Linked DNA regions of Mus musculus: regions 2 and 3 are each linked to region 1. Evidence: chromatin contacts called from public Hi-C and HiChIP or PLAC-seq data. All regions are on one chromosome and are shown on one strand. Each heading gives the region's core, a stretch centred on a gene start, on an enhancer-like site or on the middle of the called end of the contact. The rest is flanking DNA. Distances are from core to core; before and after follow the strand shown. Region 1 overlaps Dlc1 (deleted in liver cancer 1). Region 2 overlaps Dlc1 (deleted in liver cancer 1). Region 3 has its middle 76 kb from the start of Trmt9b.

Region 1 (3,598 bases), core at 590-3,089:
CATCTCTTTCTCTGCCTCTATTCCCTTCTCAACTCCCCTTCCCATGTCCCAAATAAAGTCTATTCTATACTACACCCTATTCTCTATAATTCTATTCCATACCTCAGGGTTCCCCTCAGCATGGGCCCATTGAGTCACTCCTCTCACCTCACCATACCATGCACTGAAAAACATATCCTGGTTCTCTTTTTATAAAACATAACAGGCTTCCCAAAGGCTTATGTATCAAAGGTTTGATCTTTGGCTGCCAGTGATATTTTGGGAAGTTTTGGAAACTTTGGTAGCTGGGTTTGCTGAAGGAAATAGGTAGGTAGCTGAGGGCAAGGCTTTAGGCTGTACCGTTCTACTAGTCTTCTCCCCTCCCCTCCCTTCCCCTCCTCTCTATTACCTCTTGCCTCTGCTCACTTTCCTCTCTCTTCTCCTATGTCTCCTTCCCTCCTCCTCTCTCCCCCCACCCCTGTCCCTTCTCCTCCTTTTCTCCCTGCTTCTCCAAGACTTTCTGCCTCTGTCTGTTTGTCTCTATGGGGCTGCTCCAGCATCCCCTTCCTCCCCAATAGACTGAAATCTCTAACACTAAGAGCCAGAATGCATCTACCTCCCTTTAAAGTGCTTCTCTTAGGTGTTCTGTAACAGCAAAGAAGGAAATAAATAATAGAGATCCTATAGTCAGGGAGCATGAAGAGATTGAAAGAGACAAGACCTGTGTCCAGGACTGTGTCCAGGCGAAGCATGCTGAGTCTGTACAAACACAGCTTGATAGAGTTGATTGGTGTCCCATCTTCTCTTCTTGCCAGTTTTATTCTAAGAATATCTTTCCCTTCTTTCCATACTTAGCTATAAACACAGGCTCCAACTTTTGAAGACAAAGGTTCAGAGTTATGCACAGAGAGGAAATTCCTTTCAAAATAGCTTTGTGATAGGACTTCTGTCCTGTTCCTTAAGTGAAGTGGATTATTATTATTTTTTTTTTTTGGTCCAACAAAATTAAATGGATAGGAATTAACATGATAAGAAAGCAGCTTTGTAGTTTAGATTGATTTTCAGTCTAATCTCTTCATGAAGAAGGTGACTCACTTTAGAGTCACCTCCACTGTTGCTGTTGCTTATGAGAGACATCTGTAGGACCCCTTTATGTAGCCACAACATTAGTGCTTCTTGGATCTTTGATGTGCATTGGGTCATTTTTGTTGTGGAAACAAAAATGTTCAGTGACAAAGTCTCCGATTAAGGAAAATCTCGCTACCAGGTGAGAGATGTTCCAAGACTCATTTGGCATAGTGAATCCCCGGAGGTATACCACCCGGAGCCATTGATGGGCAAGCCTTTCAGGCTGTGCTCACTAACCATTCAGAAGCTGGGGCAGCCCTGGACTTGACAAGAGTAGTTGTCTACCAAATCCATTCACTTTCAGTTATTTGCAGGTCAAGGTAACGAGGACTTCAAACCCAGGTTAAGGTTAAACACACTACTGTTTCCTGTAGACTTTTGAGTTAGCGTTAGCTTTCTGTTGATAAGCTCTGATAGGCAAAGTTCAAATTCCAGAGTTAAGGAAAAAAAAATCAAACAACTTTTTAAACCTAGAAATAAATAATTATACACCATCTTGGAATAATTTTAACTTTTTTTTTTTAACACATTCCAAACACACACAGACACACGTATGCTCACAGGTTTTAGAAGCAATAAAGTATTTCATGGAGCTCAGGGCATGGGTGTTTAGTTTCATTATGAGCAGGGTATGTTACAAATAAAATAAATCACTGGCAAATAAAACACTGTGCTTTAATGATCTGAAAACATGACCTCTTTTTAAATAGTCGCTCGGTATTTTGCCGATCTCAACCAATTACCTGTCACACTCTGGCTGGAAATTCTGAACTGTTCCAGTCCTTTATTAACTCAGCCAGAGGACTGTTTTTTAAACTTTTTTATGAGAATGCTTGTGGTCAAATTCCTCTGTTGCCTTTACAGATGACTAAGTGGAGAGAAGGCTTTTCAAATCAGTTAGTGGTAGAAGCACCTGTCTTGTATTTTGCACTGTAACTATAAATGCAAACTAATTGGCTTGTTTCTTAACACCTTCTTGATCATACTGCCTGAATTCAGCCAGTCTCGCAATGGGGCATTTGTAATCACATGTTCCGTCAAAACGGTTATAGCCCATATGGCAAGACTGGGTGGGCATAGGCCAGAGGGGAGAAAACTCCCAAATCCCTCCACCAAAAAAAAAAAAAAAAAAAAAAAAAAAAAAAAAGCATTGCAAATTCTAATTTTAGACAGGAAACTAAAGTTAATTTCAGTCTGCAGTTTTAGGCTGGTATCAATCCTTCACCTTTTTGAGGACATCTACTACTTACTCTAAGGTAGGGATGATGTGTTTATGAAAAGACAAAGAGAGAGGGGATATGTTTTGTGGATGTGTGGTGAGGTGTGGGGAAGGGGGTGCCACTGAGGTCCCATGCCAAGGCACCCCTTCCTCCTGAGAGCCCAGACACACAAGGGATAATATAGAATAGAGTTTATTCAGGGCATGGAGAGGGGAGTTGAGAGGGTAGTAGAGACAGATAAAGGCGGGGGGGGGAGAGAGAGAGAGAGAGAGAGAGAGAGAGAGAGAGAGAGAGAGAGAGAGAAGAGAAGAGGAGAGGAGAGAGAGAAGGAGAGGCTGACCATGAGCACATGTAGAGAGAGGGGGAGGGAAATGGGGATAGAGGAGGAAGGGGGGAGAGGACACAGAGAGAGAGAGAGCAAGAAGGCAAGAGCAAGAGAGAGTGGAGGGGGCAAGCAGCCCCTTTTATAGTGAGTCAGGCATACCTGGCTGTTGCCAAGGGGGTCCTGGGAAGTATGGTCTGTGAACAGTGACTGTGCATTATGGTCCACTGGAGAGAATATGACTAGCTTCCATTTTTCTGATGTTTGATGTTTTGATGATAGAAGAACAAAACCAAGCTTTTCAAACATTTAATCTTGGTGGATCGACACCTAAATTGAATGTGCCTCATCCCGCAGGGCACTTAGGAGAAGCCAAGTCTGTTAGGGGACACTGAGTCTTGGACAAGCTAGAAGAGCTTTACAGCCATCCATTGCTTGCAGGTGTGGTTCAGTTCCCTTACAGTCAAGCTGAGACAACTAACAGAGAAACCGTCTTACTTGAAGCTTAGCTAAACGATGAGACAACGAAGAGTAAGACATGGCTGGGATTCCTCTTGAATCTGAATTGTTGGTGTGCTGACAGTCTATCTAGACTTGGCAAAATGCCTGTCCTCTACTCCTTCCGCCCTAAAAGGATCAATAAAAGTCCCAAAATATGGATAAATGATTATAAGATTCAAAGCACGTGTTTCTCAGAAGTAACCTGGACCTTGACTGTGACTCTCGTTCCGGAGGATCTGAAACCCTGTGTGGTACCTGCATACACACAGTGCACATACCCATGCAAGCTGAGTACAAGACAAAATCATCGTCGTTAGAAATTCTACACGGATGCATCTAAAATATGCTTTATCAGATTTCTCCTGGGAGGCTGATTTACGTGACATTGCATTTCACCTTCGCTGCTTAGAGCCCATAACTGAGATTTTTTACTTAACTACCACTGACC
Region 2 (3,598 bases), core at 512-3,011, 150 kb after region 1:
TACATTTAAAATGCTATCCCAAAAGTTCCCTATACCCTCCCTCTGCCCTGCTCCCCTACCCACCTACTCCCACTTCTTGGCCCTGGCATTCCCCTGTTCTGGGGCATATAAAGTTTGCAAGACCAAGGGGCCTGTCTTCCCAATGATGGCTAACTAGGCCATCTTCTGCTACATATGAAGCTAGAGACATGAGCTCTAGGGGACACTGGTAAGTTCATATTGTTGTTCCACCTATAGGGTTGCAGACCCCTTTAGCACCTTGGGTACTTTTTCTAGCTTCTCCATTGGGGGCCCTGTGCTCCATCTTATAGATGACTGTGAGAATCCACTTCTGTATTTGCCAGGCACTGGCATAGCCTCACTCAAGATAGCTATATCAGGGTCCTTTCAGCAAAATCTTGCTGGCGTATGTAATAGTATCTGGGTTTGCTGGCTGATTATGGGATGGATCCCGGGTAGGGTAGTCTGTTCACCTCGGTTATTAGCTTACATCCTTTCCACTTCTGAGTATGGACATATATTGTTAATAATATGAGATTAAATTATCTGTCCCCCAATATTGCTGCCTAATTATCAAATGGATGTTAACAGAGTTATGGGAACTAAGATATCAACAGGAAGAAGAAAAAGACACTTGCACAGTGCTGAGAACAAAACTCACACTTACCCTAATGTCTGCCTCCACATCTGTATGATTTGGCTGTTACTCTGTGGACCACCACACGGATCCCATTCCATTGCTAAAGCATTCTATGGTCTTTCCTGTCTCCTGTCTTTGCCCTGGATATTTTTCTGTCTGAAATTCTCTTCTCTTGGCTCTTTTCATCCATGAAGTTGGCTTCTCATCAGATAAGCATTCCAAGGTCCCAGAGAGGCCTTTGTAAATTGTCCTATCATACGCTTAGCTAGCTCATGTCTACTTTCTCCAGTAGGTACTTCTGTTTTTCTCTTTTCATGAGGCCTGGTGTCCTTTATTCAGCACTATGCAAACCAGTCCCACACTACTCAAGGCATGGGATTAGTGTTGGACTCAACCATGATGGTAAACCTGTACATTTATGTAGAACCTAAACATCAACCAGACCATCTTATAGTCAATTCTAAGTCCTAATTTTGTTAAAATCTACAATGACAACCCACACAGCTAACCTGCAACTTGATGTTTTCCTTAGAGTTTCTTTGTAGTTAGGGGATTTGCTGCTTGGAATACTTGCTCCCTGAGGGCAGTGCCCTTGTTTCCTGACTGCTTCTGCACTGTGTTCTCTAAGCAAGTGCTGTAAGAACTCAGCCTGTCATCCACAAAAGGAATGCTAAGCATTTACATTTAGTCTTCGGACTTCTTGCGAACCTTGAAGCTACCTAGTATACAATTACCCCTACTTGACGGATTAATGCGCTGACACTCAGGTAATTAATTCTCCCCAGATCATAAAACTGAAGTAGAAATTGACCCTAGCTCTTCTTCTGAAAAAACATCCCTCTTTCTATTATACTAAAAGCCCGGGAGAGGTGAGGAGTAAATTAATGCGAATTCTTTTGCTATGATACTGAATCTAAGGTCATTGGTTAAAGTATTTTCACATGCTCTCTCCACGAAACAAAAATAAAATAGCAAACCAAACAAACACCAGCAAATACTAAAACACCATGAGAAAGACTCTTAGACCTTTGTTTTCCAATAGTCTCTTGCAGAACCATCTCTGTCTAGCCTGCCAAGCGAACTCAAACATTTCTCAATATTCGGCGATTGCAACATGGGTTTTGCTTGGAACCCTTCACAATTGGCAGCAGAACTACAACTTGAACAGTCAAGAACAAGGCTGCGTGCATGTGTGGCTTTGCTTTACTTGGCTGAAGACAATCAGGTACAAAGGTGTATCCTTCCTTAACCCTTTCTGGGCACCAGGAAGCTCTTTCAAAATGGAAGGGAATTCCTGCAGTAGTGTCTTTGCTCCTCATAACTTGAGAGTTATAGGGAGGTATGCCCGATGTGCATATATACTCGTGGATGTGCGGTTGTGTGTATTTTGACATCTCTGCTCCCATCCTTGTCTTTTGCTCCCGTAACTCTCAGTCAGGATCTTGGGCAATTTCCTGTTAAACTTAGCTTCAGAGGAAAGAGCCAAAAGCATGAGAAGAAGAAAGAATCAAAACTTTTGGAAGAGCAAGCAGTGCTCAACCCTCGAGACACAGCTCCTGCCCCCACAAGAGAAGAGAGAGAACAGACAATAATATCAAAGTTTCTGTCCTGGCTTCCTGGATGACATGCCAACATCTGCCAGAAGTCAGTGTGCTAACCTCCTCTTCGGATTGACTTCCCTATGCTGTTCTTCTATCTCAGTCAAACGGTTGCTCTCAGCTTCCATTTGTACAATGCTACTTCTAAACCTTTTGTGTTGTAGCCCCGAGGACTGGCACAGAAATCTCTGTGCTTGTGTAGAATCCTCTTTGGATTAGAGACAGGTGACTTTTAAAATTGTCAGATGCTATTTAGGCTTCTTTGAAAAGTTTTCAAGAATGAACCAAAATCTGTTATTTCTCCACTCTAAGTTTATGTAGACAACTCACATATTAAGAAAAATCCCCCTCATATTTCTAATTCATGTTCTTTTATCTAATTCCCACTCATTTATACTTTATCTTGTCAAAAGACTAATTATCATCTGAGACTCTTTCAGTTTCCTAAATAAGACTTGCCAAATTCCCCATGTTCAAGATGCATCTCATATTTTCTCTAGCATTAAACTCTTGCCACATTTGGATGCACACACTAAATCTGTGTTCAGACACTTTCAATATTTTCTTCAACTGGGACAAATGTCTTCCTGTTCCAATAATGAGTTTGTATTGATTCAATCTGCATTCCATTTCATATAATCCTTAGCAAACTAATCCCCATGTCAATTTCCATTTCACAACTCCAGTCCTCTTACTACTCCTTACAGAGATCCTGAAAGTAGAAACCATTCTGTTGACACATTGTGAGAGAAATACTTTGGGTCAGGTTGATGACATTTTCCCTTTGGGAGAGAAGTATACTGGACTGTAGGCTGTGGTAAGTCAGGGTCAGCCTCCTCGGTATCTAGGGCTCTGTGTGAAAAGCTGACCCATTCCTTCAGTGCCCACTCATAGAGAGCTCTCCACGAGGAGTATCTACTGGTCACAGTTCATCTCAGTATATCCTATTTTCCAAATGCTCTGGAAAGTTGGATGGTTCTATTACAGGTGTGATCAGGGAGCAAAAAAAAAAAAAAACAAAACAAAAACAAAAAAAACCAAAAAACAAAAAACAAAAAAACAAAAAAACAAAACAAAACAAAAAAAAACAAAAAAACCAAAAAACCTCAAGAAACTTTGAAGTTTTACAGGGACCCGTGCCAGAGGCTTTGGGTGTCGCAGATGTCATTTTATTTCGGATCTGGGAGTCTGCCTTCCTCATTTAACCACATACAACACCTTCATTGTGTACTCCCCAATCAGCAGCCTCTCCTTCTAGGTTTCCAGACATGTGTCATTTCCACCGAATATTTAGTAGCACATAACTACTGAAGTGGGAAGACCGGAATGTTAGGCATGTCTCACCGAAAAGGAGAATTCT
Region 3 (3,598 bases), core at 297-2,796, 140 kb before region 1:
TAGGCCTCTCAGAGACTGAACTACCAACCAAAGGACATACACGGGCTGGACCTAGGCCTCCCTGCACATATATAGCAGATGTACAGCTGTGGGTCTTTATGTGGGTCCCGAACAACTGGAGTGGGGACTATCCCAAAGCTGTTGCAAGTACCTGGGATACGTTCTCCTAGCCAGACTGCCTTGTCTGGCCCCAGTGGAAGTGAAGCGCCTAGTCTCGAAGAGACTTGAAGTGCCAGAGTAGGGGAATATCTAGGCAGGCCCCCACCAGCTCAGAGAAGATTGGGGGGTGGGGGGCGGAGGGTTGGGAGGGGGTGTGACCAAGAGGAGGGCAGTGAGCGGGATGTAAAGTGACTAAGTAAAAAGTAAATTTTAAAAAACATGAAGAAAAAGAAAGAAAGAAAGAAAAATTAGAATCCAAATATGACTCTGATCTAAAACACAACACTGAGAAATCTTTGCTTTTCGTGGAGAATCCGGAGATTCTGTAGGTCACAAAACATCGTTGGGGTTTGTAATAAATAAATAAATCTCGACACTCCTAGAGATTAGGAGAGCTAAGTTCAAGGCTTCCCCAGATGTTGGCCTGTTTCAGCCAGCAAAATTTCAAATACCTGTTAATCAGGAAAGCTTTAGCTTTCCATTGAGTCGCTAGATGGCGCTAAACCCGCTTGCGGAGAACCCCCAGGAAGCCGTCAGGGTGGGACAATCAAAGGCTGTCAAACAAGTTTCCTATTTGGTTCTATTTTAAATGTTCCTACTCGGATAAAGACACAGATGAATTAAAAATGCCACGGGTGCACACTTAAACCTAATTGAATGTAATAAGAACAGAACAGAGCTGGATAAGTGACAGGCAGCCCAGCGACTCTGGTCAACCTTTGTCAGGACGAAACCCAATCTCCAAACTCTAGAAGCTCCAGGGACAAAACAGGAAGCAAACACATTGTGGCCTTTCTTGGCAGATAAAGCCCTGACATTTGTAATATTTGTGTAGCGACAATGGGGCCTGGGTAATAAAGGCTCGCGGAGGAGACGGTCTCCAAGCACGGAAATGCAAGAGGATAATAGAGAATTAACTAAAGGGAATACAAAGGCTAAGAACACATGGACTCGCACGGTGTCAGATCATACGGGAGGGAACCGAGGATTTCAGAACAGCAAACCCAGGGGAGCAGAAAGTGAACCTTTGAGCAGAAGCCAGAGAATCTGAGCCGGGAGGAGACTCAGACAGAAACAGACCTGAGCCTGAAGATGAACTACCTTGCCCAAATCCACTCGGGTAATTAGTGGCAGCCACGTGAGGAACCCTCGCTGCGGCTAACTGGTGTCTTTTTTTTTTTTTTTTCCATTAGGCGCGCGTGTCTAGCTGAAAACCTTTCGCAGAGACTCATGAAATGCATGCAGAAGCCGCCCCTTGCCTCCTCTCTCCTCTGCACACACGTGTCCGTGTGCACACACATCCACCATCATAACAATACAGGAAATTGAAGGAAGCCGTTGGAAACCTCGGCGGTGCCTGGTCACTGCTGCCCCAGATAACATATCAAAGGGCAGCCTGGAACCGAGCCCTGCCGCGGGCCTTCACAGAGGAAGCCTGACTCCAGCTGTTGGCCCCTATTTAACACATCTGCCCCATATTCACAAAGAATGCCAGGATACAACCACAAAGGAGTAAAAAGGCTAACCAGTGATCTTTTCCTAAGGAAGAGGACCGAATCCAAGAAGTTTAAAGGGAGGCCTGTTGACCGTGCAGGAAATTTGGTAACTGTGACATCACTGTCTTAGCCAGCCCAGGGAAACAGCCTTTTATGGCAGTCGTTTGAATTAACTCCGCTCAGAGCCCCATTCAATATCGACTGCTCTTAATATTTTGAATTATCATCTAATACATTTTGAAGGGACCTCTCCTAGTAGCTACCCCTACATAATAAGCCTTGGGATAGGACAAGGTGGTGTGGCCTGTTTTGAGTTTCTTACATGAAAATGGAGTGGGTTAGCTATTGCCTCACAGAATATCTCCTTTTCAGTGAGGAAATTAAGAGTCTGTGGTTTATGGCATAGGGGACCCATAAACTAGCTGTTCTCAGCCTGTGGGTCACATATTATATATCCTGTATATCAGATATCTATATTAACATTCATAGCAATAGCAAAATTATGGTTATGGAGTAGCAATAAAAATAATTTTAAGGTTGGGGTCACCACAACATGAGGGACTGTATTAAAAGGGTCACAGCATTAGGAAAGCAAAGGATCATTTCTGTAAGTAAGCCTTAAGCTATTCCCACCCCAATCCCCCCACCCCCACTCCCCTATCCCCCATTTAATGTTCACTTTGTCTCAATGGCAGGGGCTTGGTCTCAAGAGAAGAAGAAAAAAAGAACCTGGTGCCTCATTTGCATTCAGGTCTTTTGAGACACACATACATTACCATCTCAGAACCCACTGTATTCTTAAAAGGTGAAAATTACAAACCAGGCCTAGAGACCCAGCCAGCCCTTGAGGGGACGAGACAGGAGGCTCGAGAGTTCAAGTTGTCTTCTGCTACGTGGAAAGTTCAAAGTCAGCTAGGTCACTTGAGACCTTGTTTCTTTAAACAAAGACAACAAAAATATCTAGACATTTCACAGACATTTCTAAGGTAGATTATTAATAAAGCAGTCCATTGCCTTTTATGGGGAAAGATACATTCCATTCCAAGACCCTAAAGAGTGCTTAAAACTTCAGATAAGGCCGGGCGTGGTGGCGCGCGCCTTTAATCCCAGCACTCGGGAGGCAGAGGCAGGCGGATTTCTGAGTTCGAGGCCAGCCTGGTCTACAAAGTGAGGTCCAGGACAGCCAGGGCTATACAGAGAAACCCTGTCTCGAAAAACCAAAAAAAAAAAAAAAACTTCAGATAATACAATTTTGTGCATTTTTAAATTTTTATTTATTTGTTTATTTATTTTAGTTTTGCAAAACAGAATTTGTTTAACCTGGCTATCTGAAACTTACTCTATAGACCAGACTGGCTTTGAACTCAGAGATCTGCCGGCCTTTGGAGTACTGGGATGGATAAAGGTGTGCGCCACCACAGCCCGACCCTTTTGTTTTTCCTAAGCATACACTTTTGAACTGAAATTAAAGGCTAAAAGTGAGTTTCTTATTTCAGATGTATCAGAGAGAGAGAGAAAAAAAAAACCTACCAAAGTATTGTATTCATAATAAAGTATTGGATCCTAGCCATGAATGACTTAATAACTTTTGGAAAACATTGGTCAAGCTACATATGCTTTTTAAATTAAAATATATTTTACTAAATGTCCCATTAGCTTTTCCTGGGGAGATGTGAACAAATGTCTATTCACCACAGAAAAGGTACCAATGACCAAAAAAACAATTCCATCCAGGTCTAGTGAGGTAAACCAATGGGCTTAATAGAGATGACTTATAAAAATATAGATGAGGGGACCCTCCAGGAGTGGTTCTCAACCTGTGCTTACAACCCCTTTGGGATCACATATTGGCTATGTATATAACAGTTTGTAATAGCAGCAGGATGACAGTTATGAAGTAGCATTGGAAATGTTATGTTTGGGGTCACCACAACACGAGGCAC

What was found. Hi-C and Micro-C count contacts between places; a contact is called where the count stands out from the background. HiChIP or PLAC-seq counts read pairs in DNA pulled down with a chosen protein or histone mark.
Region 2: a Hi-C map of liver shows a contact between it and region 1, with 6 times the contacts expected there. The contact joins two enhancer-like sites. A contact is called at or near these places in 3 of 39 promoter capture datasets (liver and stem cell-derived epiblast-like cells), 10 of 484 Hi-C or Micro-C datasets (the C2C12 cell line, adipose-derived mesenchymal stem cells, liver and 1 more) and 3 of 115 datasets of contacts at active chromatin or transcription factors (heart atrium and liver).
Region 3: a contact with region 1 is called in an H3K27ac HiChIP or PLAC-seq map of heart atrium, with 2.7 times the contacts expected there. The contact joins two enhancer-like sites. A contact is called at or near these places in 9 of 484 Hi-C or Micro-C datasets (the G1E-ER4 cell line, the HL-1 cell line, cardiomyocytes and 4 more), 4 of 115 datasets of contacts at active chromatin or transcription factors (embryonic stem cells, heart atrium and neural progenitor cells) and 1 of 9 other capture datasets (embryonic stem cells).

What each region holds. Positions count from the first base shown.
Region 1 is chr8:36,666,997-36,670,594 of GRCm38.p6, forward strand. All of the region lies in intron 5 of Dlc1 (deleted in liver cancer 1), which reads right to left. Among named protein-coding and RNA genes, the nearest start is that of Trmt9b, 210 kb to the left of the region's middle. Within about 2 kb of position 1,840, at least 15 of the 459 cell types and tissues checked have an H3K27ac peak or open chromatin away from gene starts, as enhancers often do. A contact at or near this core is called in heart atrium and liver, where this site is marked.
Region 2 is chr8:36,818,975-36,822,572 of GRCm38.p6, forward strand. The region is part of intron 4 of Dlc1 (deleted in liver cancer 1); the gene reads right to left. Among named protein-coding and RNA genes, the nearest start is that of Dlc1, 130 kb to the right of the region's middle. Within about 2 kb of position 1,762, at least 19 of the 459 cell types and tissues checked have an H3K27ac peak or open chromatin away from gene starts, as enhancers often do. A contact at or near this core is called in liver, where this site is marked.
Region 3 is chr8:36,532,050-36,535,647 of GRCm38.p6, forward strand. No RefSeq gene overlaps it. Among named protein-coding and RNA genes, the nearest start is that of Trmt9b, 76 kb to the left of the region's middle. Within about 2 kb of position 1,547, at least 112 of the 459 cell types and tissues checked have an H3K27ac peak or open chromatin away from gene starts, as enhancers often do. A contact at or near this core is called in heart atrium and liver, where this site is marked.